3 separate regions of the Mus musculus genome follow, and regions 1 and 2 are each linked to region 3. Evidence: chromatin contacts called from public ChIA-PET and HiChIP or PLAC-seq data. All regions are on one chromosome and are shown on one strand. The core of a region is the stretch at or near the end of the contact, and the rest is flanking DNA. Distances in the headings are between cores, read along the strand shown.

What was found. ChIA-PET counts read pairs in DNA pulled down with a chosen protein or histone mark. HiChIP or PLAC-seq counts read pairs in DNA pulled down with a chosen protein or histone mark.
Region 1: an RNA polymerase II ChIA-PET map of memory CD8 T cells shows a contact between it and region 3, with 55 read pairs. The contact joins the promoter of 4930480C01Rik here to the promoter of Smim14 in region 3. A contact is called at or near these places in 11 of 484 Hi-C or Micro-C datasets (B cells, CD4 T cells, CD8 T cells and 6 more), 6 of 115 datasets of contacts at active chromatin or transcription factors (astrocytes, bone marrow-derived macrophages, cardiomyocytes and 3 more) and 1 of 9 other capture datasets (liver).
Region 2: a FOXA1 HiChIP or PLAC-seq map of pancreatic cancer cells shows a contact between it and region 3. The contact joins the promoter of 9130230L23Rik here to the promoter of Smim14 in region 3.

What each region holds. Positions count from the first base shown.
Region 1 is chr5:65,950,090-65,952,789 of GRCm38.p6, forward strand. 4930480C01Rik (a long non-coding RNA gene) reads left to right here and starts at 1,254. Exons shown (of 2, transcript XR_376988.3): 1 at 1,254-1,370; 2 at 1,789-2,118. It also overlaps a transcript of Chrna9 not described here.
Region 2 is chr5:66,002,952-66,005,651 of GRCm38.p6, forward strand. It overlaps 9130230L23Rik (RIKEN cDNA 9130230L23 gene), which reads right to left and starts at 1,334. Exons shown (of 7, transcript NR_027961.1): 1 at 1,259-1,334.
Region 3 is chr5:65,491,473-65,494,172 of GRCm38.p6, forward strand. It overlaps Smim14 (small integral membrane protein 14), which reads right to left and starts at 1,411. Exons shown (of 5, transcript NM_133697.4): 1 at 1,264-1,411.

The DNA.
Region 1 (2,700 bases), core at 4-2,503, 460 kb after region 3:
CACATATGGTTCACATACATGCACACAGGCAAACCACTAAAAAAAACCAAGAAAAGTAAAAATAAAGAGAAAATATCCCCAAGAGACAACAGTGGTTGTCTCTGATAATGAGATTATAGGAGACTTTTTGTGCCTCTAGATCGTTTGTTTTCATATTTTTCTTTTTTTTTTTTCTGGAATAAGCATGTATTATTTTGTGATGTGAAAGAAGAAAGGAGAGAGAGAGAGAGAGAAAACCATGCCATGCATGGCTGGCCTGAGTCACAAGCTGAATTCTCATGTTTAAATTAGTTTCAGAAACAAGGAGTGGTTTCTAGGCAACGGGCTTGGGAACTCATGGTCACTGCCATTGTTGCTACAGCGTGTGTGCGTGTCTTCGAGAAACTGCACTGGATGAATGCAGACCCGCTAAGGAGAAACAAGCTTTGCCACCCAGTTTTGGTCATGGGGACTTGAGTTACTGTGACCCTAGGGGCAGACAGTTGCCAACGATTTTTTTTTAATTTATTACTAATAAATGACTGAGTTAATGAGGATTGTCATAGGCGAGAAATCTGACAGAAATCTCAGTCATTTCAGAGGGTGTGGGAAACCGAGGGGGGGGGGGGAGCCAAAGCCAATGCCCCCACGCACACCACAATAGCTTTGCCGTGAACTCAGGCCGCCAGGGGCTGTGCCAGACAGATTGCATCTTAAGATGTGAAAAGATTGCTTCACAGTCTCTGTAGTCGTTTACTGTCATTACAGGCAATCCTGGGCAGCCAGGGGGCTTTTAATCGAGAGGAAACACTGAAAACTGGAACCAGGGCAATAAAAGCCTTGGCCCTCACTGTGGACTCTGAAGGGGGCGGAGCCAAGAACCTTATTGTTTCCAGGGCCCTTGTTCTTCCCCCAAGCGCCCACAGAAGGCGTTACTCAGCCCAGGAAGTGTATTCTGTTGACATTGACTACTATATTTTCAGCAAGAAAAGGCGAGTTTCTGAAAAAAATAGTGTCAGAGCTCGGCCCTCTTGTGGCAGAATCTCACATGGTCCAAGATGGCCTGGAACTCTATGTAGCTGGGGGATTGGGAGTGGGGGTGGGGCGATGGGGAGGGGGTGGGGGAAATGGGGGGTGGTGCTGGTCTTGGTTCACTTTATTGCTTCCTTACGCACCCATGATTCATATTCTTTCTCTTTCTCTCACTGTGTGATGTCACCTGCCATGTTATGACACAACACAAAGGCTCTCAGGAGATGCAGCTGCCTAAGATACTGGAACTGTGAGCTATATAACCTTCCTTTCTTTACAACGTATCCAGCCCTAAGTATTTTGTTACGGCAAATCAGACAAATAGAAGGACTAGTATTTACTCGGCCTTTTCTTATGAGGTAATTCTTCAGGACAGGCACGTTTTCATCTTTGTACTCTGGGCTTATCGTACATAGGCTGACCCTACATAGGTTTGTGCTTATCCACTACTCTTCTTGTTTTTTTGTCAGTGATGGGGGCTTCCGTATGGTAGGCAAACACTGTATGACTGAGCTACATCTCCATGTCTCACGGTCTTGAGTGACAAATGCAGCCTGCTTCAGTTTGAATGTGGTTTGAGTGTTCCCTTAAAGGTTTATGCTGGAAGCTACGCCCCCTAGTGGGCCAGTAAAGGATGACATAGAACATTTGAGAGTAGTGCAGTGGCCCGGAGATGGTCAGTGGTTTGTTAGGGGTAATTCACTTGGAGGGGATTCAGGGACTTTTCAGTGGTTTGTGGTGAAAGTCTAATTCTCTCTCTGGCTTCTTGTCTGGCAGTATGGTGGCCTCTGCCATGAGGTCTCTCTAGGACCCAACAGATACTGACACATGCCCTTGAATCTCTAGAGACTCGTGATCTCTGCCTCCTGTGACATCCCAGCCTGGGGCTCCATGGACTCCCTCTTTTCCTAACCTCTCATCGGGAAGATAAATCAACCCCATTCCCCTGTGGTCTACTCCCTCGGCAATACTTAACTCGTTTACCACAGCTTAGCTTACAAGTGTGCCTTTTTTTTTTCCAGACAGTCCACAAACGCACTGATAAAGCAAATATTCTCTTATGAGCCCTGTGCTCTGCTTTCAATAAATGTGTTCAGTACAGATTGAGTAGCGAGAGTTTTGTTGTTGTTTGTATAGGCAGGCTCTTGCCATGCAGCCCAGGCTGGTCTAAAACTCACGATCCCCCTGCCTCAGCCTCTCAAATACTGGGGTTACAGGCCTCTGCCACTAAGTTTGGGTTAGTCTTTAAATTCTTACAGAACTGACTTCCTAGTGTCTGTTCACACTGTAAACGTCTCTAGCCACCTCTCCTTGGCCAAACATTTATTCTTATTTAAAAAGGGTCACCACAATCCTTGATTCCTGTGGTGTTGCAGTTTGAGGTAGGTAAACCTGGAATCTTCTGCCCAGGAGCTTACAGTCTTGTGCATATATTGACTTGGCTGTTTTTCTGGATTTGGATCTAGGGTGGAGCCCACATCTGTTTAGCTTCTTCCATTCTGCCTGGAACCTGCCAGCTCCGAGGCCAAGCAGGGATCTGCTCTGACAAGCTGCGTGTGATGCTGGTGGGAACAAGTACCTGGTGTCTCTAGCAGAGCCTTTACTCCTTTGTACACCTGGCCTCTCAAGGCTGCCCTTTAGGGAACCAGGTCCTCCCCAGACACACATGCAATATAGCCTAAGTCCCAA
Region 2 (2,700 bases), core at 84-2,583, 510 kb after region 3:
CACTCTGGCTAGGAAGAGAACCCAAAGCTCATGAATTTAAAAGCTTGGGGCCTCAGACCCTTTTTTTTTTTTTTTTTGGGTTTTTTGGTTTTTCGAGACAGGGTTTCTCTGTATAGCCCTGGCTGTCCTGGAGCTCACTTTGTAGACCAGGCTGGCCTCGAACTCAGAAATCCGCCTGCCTCTGCCTCCCGAGTGCTGGGATTAAAGGCGTGCGCCACCACGCCCGGCTGGCTCAGACCCTTCTTAATGAGCGAGTTCTCTCAACTGCAGAGCAGCACCTTGGCCTTGACTGACAATAAAAAAAAATTACAGTGGGAAAACAAGGGTGTGCTCAAATAAGTAAAGGAAAAACAAAAAATAAAACAAAACAAAAAGACCAAACAAACAAACAAAACCACCACACATCATGGAAAACGAGCCCTTACACACAGTTCCAAATTTTCCATTCAAACAAACAAACAAACAAACAAACACAAACAAATCTTATGTATAGTCTCATTGACCTAGGATGGTCTGGAGCCACGTATGATGGTGCTTGTCTTTAATACAGCACTTGTGAGGCAGAGGCAGGTGGCTCTGATTGGATTCAGGGTCAGCCTGGTGTACATAGTGAGTTCCAGGACAGCCTGAGCAGCACACTAAGACCCTGCCTCAAAAAAAAAAAAAAAAAAAAAAAAAAAAAAAAAAAAAAAAAGGAAAAGGAAAGGAAAGGAAAGGAAAGGGAAGGGAAGGGAGGGGAGGGGAGGGGAGGGGAGGGGAGGGAAGGAAAAGAACAAGGAATTCTGTAGATGAATCGCCGCCAGTGCTTCCAATCTTCCCCAGGGACAGGTGAGAGAGAATCTTCCCACTTTCAGCCAAGGTCTAGTGTACTACACTCAGAGTGTTCAGCCTGCATGCCATTACTGAGTTACGGACCTCAGGACAGCATGGAGAATTATTCCCATCAGCCTTCAGTCTATCCCTTCATTACCTCTAAGCCAGGAGTCCTAAGCGTTGTCTATAACCTCCCATCTCTTACTTTAGAAAAACCATTTACAGTGCCTCTTTCCTTTTTAAGAAAAAGCTTTTGCCTCATCCAGCCAGTATTCAGGAAAAAAAAGTTGTCTTCTGAAACTGGTGTGTGCGTGTGTGTGTGTATGTGTGTGTGTGTGTGCACGCGTGCCCCCGTGGGCGTGTGTGAAATCTCCCCAAGCCCTACCAGTTTGGGACTAGAATCTCCGGGCCTCAAGCAACCATCGTCCTCCCTGTAAGTCCTCACCTTAGATGGCTTCTATCCCTCTAGGCAGTTTTCGCCACACCCAGATCTTGCCACCTGGTGCTCTGCCTTCTTTTCTAATCCTGGTGCCCCTTGTCCTACAGCTTTGAACTGGGTTCAAGGGGAGGGAATGAAGGAGCCTTCTCAGCTGTCAAAGGTCTTTGCTATCTGAGCGTTGCAAAAGCAAACAGTCTAATCTCTGTGTAGCTAGGCAGGGACAGAGTGAGGCAGACAATCTTGTTTGTCATAGAATAACAGAAGGCTAGAACCGGCCGCCTCTGAGATCTTCCGTCCCAAGATACACAAAGGAGGAAACCAAGACCCAGAGAGAGTGGAGTGGTCTGCCCAAGGTCGCACAGACCTGTTTAATACCTGCAACTTACTCAGCTACTAAATAATTAAGCAATGCTTCTCCCCGCAACAATCTTGCAGGCTAGGTATGGTGATTCATAGACAAGAAGTGGAAGCCGGGTGACTAGCCCAGGTCTCCCCTAGCTAAGCAGGAAGCCAGGTTTCCAACATACTCTTAGCTACCTGTATGAGCCTACATCACAAGAGTTGTGAGCATACCAGACTATCTAAAACAGGATTGGCACTTGACAATTGGTGTTCCCTAAGTGAGTGACCAATATACTGGGGGCGGGGGCGGGGCGAAGCGAAGTGTGGGGTGGGGGTGGGAGTAGGGGAGGGGATGGGAACAACACCTGGGCCCCACAGGCCTCTACGAGGGGGGCTGGGAAATGTTGAGGTTGGATCAGGTGCCAGGCACTGGGCTTTACTTCCTCATTCACTTTATCCCTGGCATTTCGCTGTGGAGGACACAGAAGAGTGAGGAGGTGAACTTCCTCACAAAACTGTGTAAAATCAGAGCAACAGAGCTCTGATGAATAGGATTGAACGGGGTCACGTTCCTCCGCCCCTCTTCCTACCGCCTGCCGCGTCTGTCTTTTCCTCTTCCCAGCGTCCACCAACCCAAGGCTTCACCGCAAAACTGTTGCTAGGTCCTCCTTCCCTTTGTCCCATTAAATGTTCTTTTCTGCAGACCACTCCCTGCCCCAGAGGCTACCTGATAAGCTGATTCCTGAGTGGCTTTCACAGGAAACCTGTTCTCCCTTTAGGTAACCCAGTTGACCTTTAAATGTCAAATCGTCAAGTTTCCAAGCAAACTGAGGAGAATGGGAGTGGGAAGCCAGGCAAGGTGTCACACAAAGTAAGGCTCATTTCCCTGTTCCTCGGTTTGTCCGGAGACTGTTCCTCCTTCCGCAGCCCCGCAGCCCCGAGGAGTTCAGCCCATGCAAAGCATAGAAGTGAAACTTATTTGCATCCTGTTCTCAAACAAAGGCCATACCTGTGGGACATTGGTTAATTCCCAACCACCCCTCCCCTCCCAACTCGGAAAGACTGAGGTCACGGTTCCAGCTTTGGTGCTGTAGGTGAGGTGGGGG
Region 3 (2,700 bases), core at 161-2,660:
AGAAAATTCTCCTTTGTCTATATCATCAAGATTCCAAGTATGGGAGAAAAAAAAGAGGGAAAATCCATGATCTACACAGGAGGAAAAGATTTGATACGAGGTCCGTTACTGCCCAAGGGCACACCCTTCAAAGATAGGGGTCTAAATTCCTAAGACTTCTTCCCAGATTTGATGGACAGCAATCAATCTGTTTCCTCGTTCCTTCCTGCTGCTTTCCACAGAAACACTATAAGTATCTTGGAGAGGGGGAAATGTCCCTTTTCGAAAACACGATGGAACATCCAGGCTTGGTTTTCTGGTCTGAGTGCGGAGGGCAAAAGGGTGGGCGGCTACACTGAAGGAATCTGCGCGAGCAGGGAGTCACCTGAAGCAGGAGCACGCAGCTGCTTCCCCTAACCTCCACAGCAGACACAGGGCAGCGAGCGTTTCCAGACTAGAACCCTTGGTAAACTGTAGGTTTTTCCCAATTCTGGTACGGATAGCTGCCAAGTGACACCACAACACAAAATCGGGAGGGTGTCTTCCACACATGCAGGTATAAATGCTTCCTGAAGCTCATCAGGCGCTCCAGCTGTAAACCCAGGGCACTCCATTACTAAGGCCGCATCCTCGGCTTTTCCAACTGGGGCAACTAAAAGCATCCTGCCGCCTCGCTACAGTTAGCAAGTATCATCTTGGCTAAAATCCTAACGTTTAAGCAGCCACTTCGGAAAACTTCGGCTTTAAGCAGCGACACGGATCTCAAACCATTGCCAGGCTGTTGCCCTGCATTCCTTCCGATAACGGTGCTGCTACCTGCTCCATTGTCAGCCCCGGCTCCACGTACTGAACCAACAGAACTGAACCAACAGAAAAGGGGAATCCTTTAAATCCGCAACACAATGGAGGCTAAAGAAGAGCTCTGGCTTTTAGGATGGCAGCTACCAACACACCACAACAAAAGGGCCCCGTCCGGGTGACTTCATCGAACCCACCAGGCAAACGCCACCGCCCGGCCTTCGGGGTGACTGTCCCTAACCCCCTGCACGCCCGCGCCGCCTATGGGGCCCTAAAAGTGAAAGCACCCGGACTGCGGGTGCCTGTGCAGCCCAGCTGCAGGCTGCCGGGCCAGCGGCTGCGGGCTCCCCGGGTGCAGCGCCCAGCCAAAGGCGCCCGCTCCGCCGCAGCGGTCCCCGGGTGCGCGCGGCCACAGAAGTGGCGACGCCAAGAGGGTCGCCGAGGAGGGCGGTGGGCCGGGGAGAGAGGGGGGGACGGGACACTCACCCGCCCAAAACAGCGGCGGGCGGGGAGGGTGGCGGCCGGGAGCGTTCCGGACGCCGCTGTCGCTGCCGATGCTGCTGGCCGCCGGCCTCCTCCCCTCTGTTTGGATTCGATAGACCACGTCACTCTTAGCCACGAGACCCGGATCTGCGGGCTCCCCGAGGGCGGCGCAACAGATTGTAGCACCCGGAGCCGCTCGTGACCCTACCTAGGGAGCATGCGCGTGTCGCGCGGGCCACCTGCGTCGGAGGGGGGCGGCTCCCGCAGCTCCGGCGCTGACGTGCGTGGGCGCGCCCGGCGTGGGGGAGGCAGTTCCGGTGTGGCGGGGTGGGGTTGCTCCACCGAGAAGGAAGGGCAACCCGGCTGTTAAGTTGTCCCACGTCGCCTCCGTGCTGTCTTCCGTGGTCATGATCATCTGACGTGTCTGTCTGTTTGTCGAGGGAATGGCTTCTGTCCACGGCGGTGTTTAGTCATACTTAGGCGGAGGGGCGCGCGCACAAATTGATGACTGCTGAGACCCGGTCTACCTGCAGAGGTGGCGGTGGGAGTTCATCATCAGGCACGCGTGAAAATCGGAACTCGAAGATTACAGAAGCATGTCAGCTGGGAGGTGGGGAGGGATGAGTGATCCTGATGACGTTCGGATTTTGGATTGGAAAACAGACCTAAATTAAGTTCAACCTTAACCTTAAAAGAGAGATGTTAGAAGCCGGATGTGATGGCTCAACAGCAGAAGCAGAGACAGGCTGGTTTGCAGAGCGAGTTGCAGGACAGCCAGGGCTGCATTGAGAAACCCTGGGGGAGTGGGTGGGAGTATGTGAATTTGAGCCCAGCCAGTGCAGCATAGAATATGTCTGGGTTTTTTTGTTTTTTGTTTTTAAAAGTGAGGGGAGCCTAGCCATGGGTTTGCCCTCCTAGTGGAGGAGGGAATGTGGCCAAAGGAGGTAGCAGCACACCATTCTTGGGCTTGGAAGTTAGGAAGCAGTATTTCAACAATCCAAAGACAGCTTAATTCCCATGTAAGAAAGGACGGGAAATACCAGCAAATTGAAGTGTGGAGCCTGATAAGCAAAAAGAGCACCTCTGGAAGCAGCTGTGGCAGCCGTAATTCTACAGATGTATCCAATGACCTCGAGGAACTCTGGACGAAACTAAGCATATTTTTATAAGAAAGTACAAGAAAAAAATTATCCTGAGAATCTAAAGTCTGGACAAAAAATAGTGAACGGCAGAAAACATCCACTTGGAATTTCATTTTCTTCCCTAATAGTTTAACAATCTGACAACAAAAAAAGAAAAACAAAACCCTTTAAAACAGTGCTGCACAGTCTGTCTTTGGCTACATGGTTCACAATCCGTGTTCTACTGAGGTATGGCCTGCTTTCTTTGGTAAGGTTACAAGTTAGAAAAGAAAACAAAACCCGACCAGCGAAAACAAGC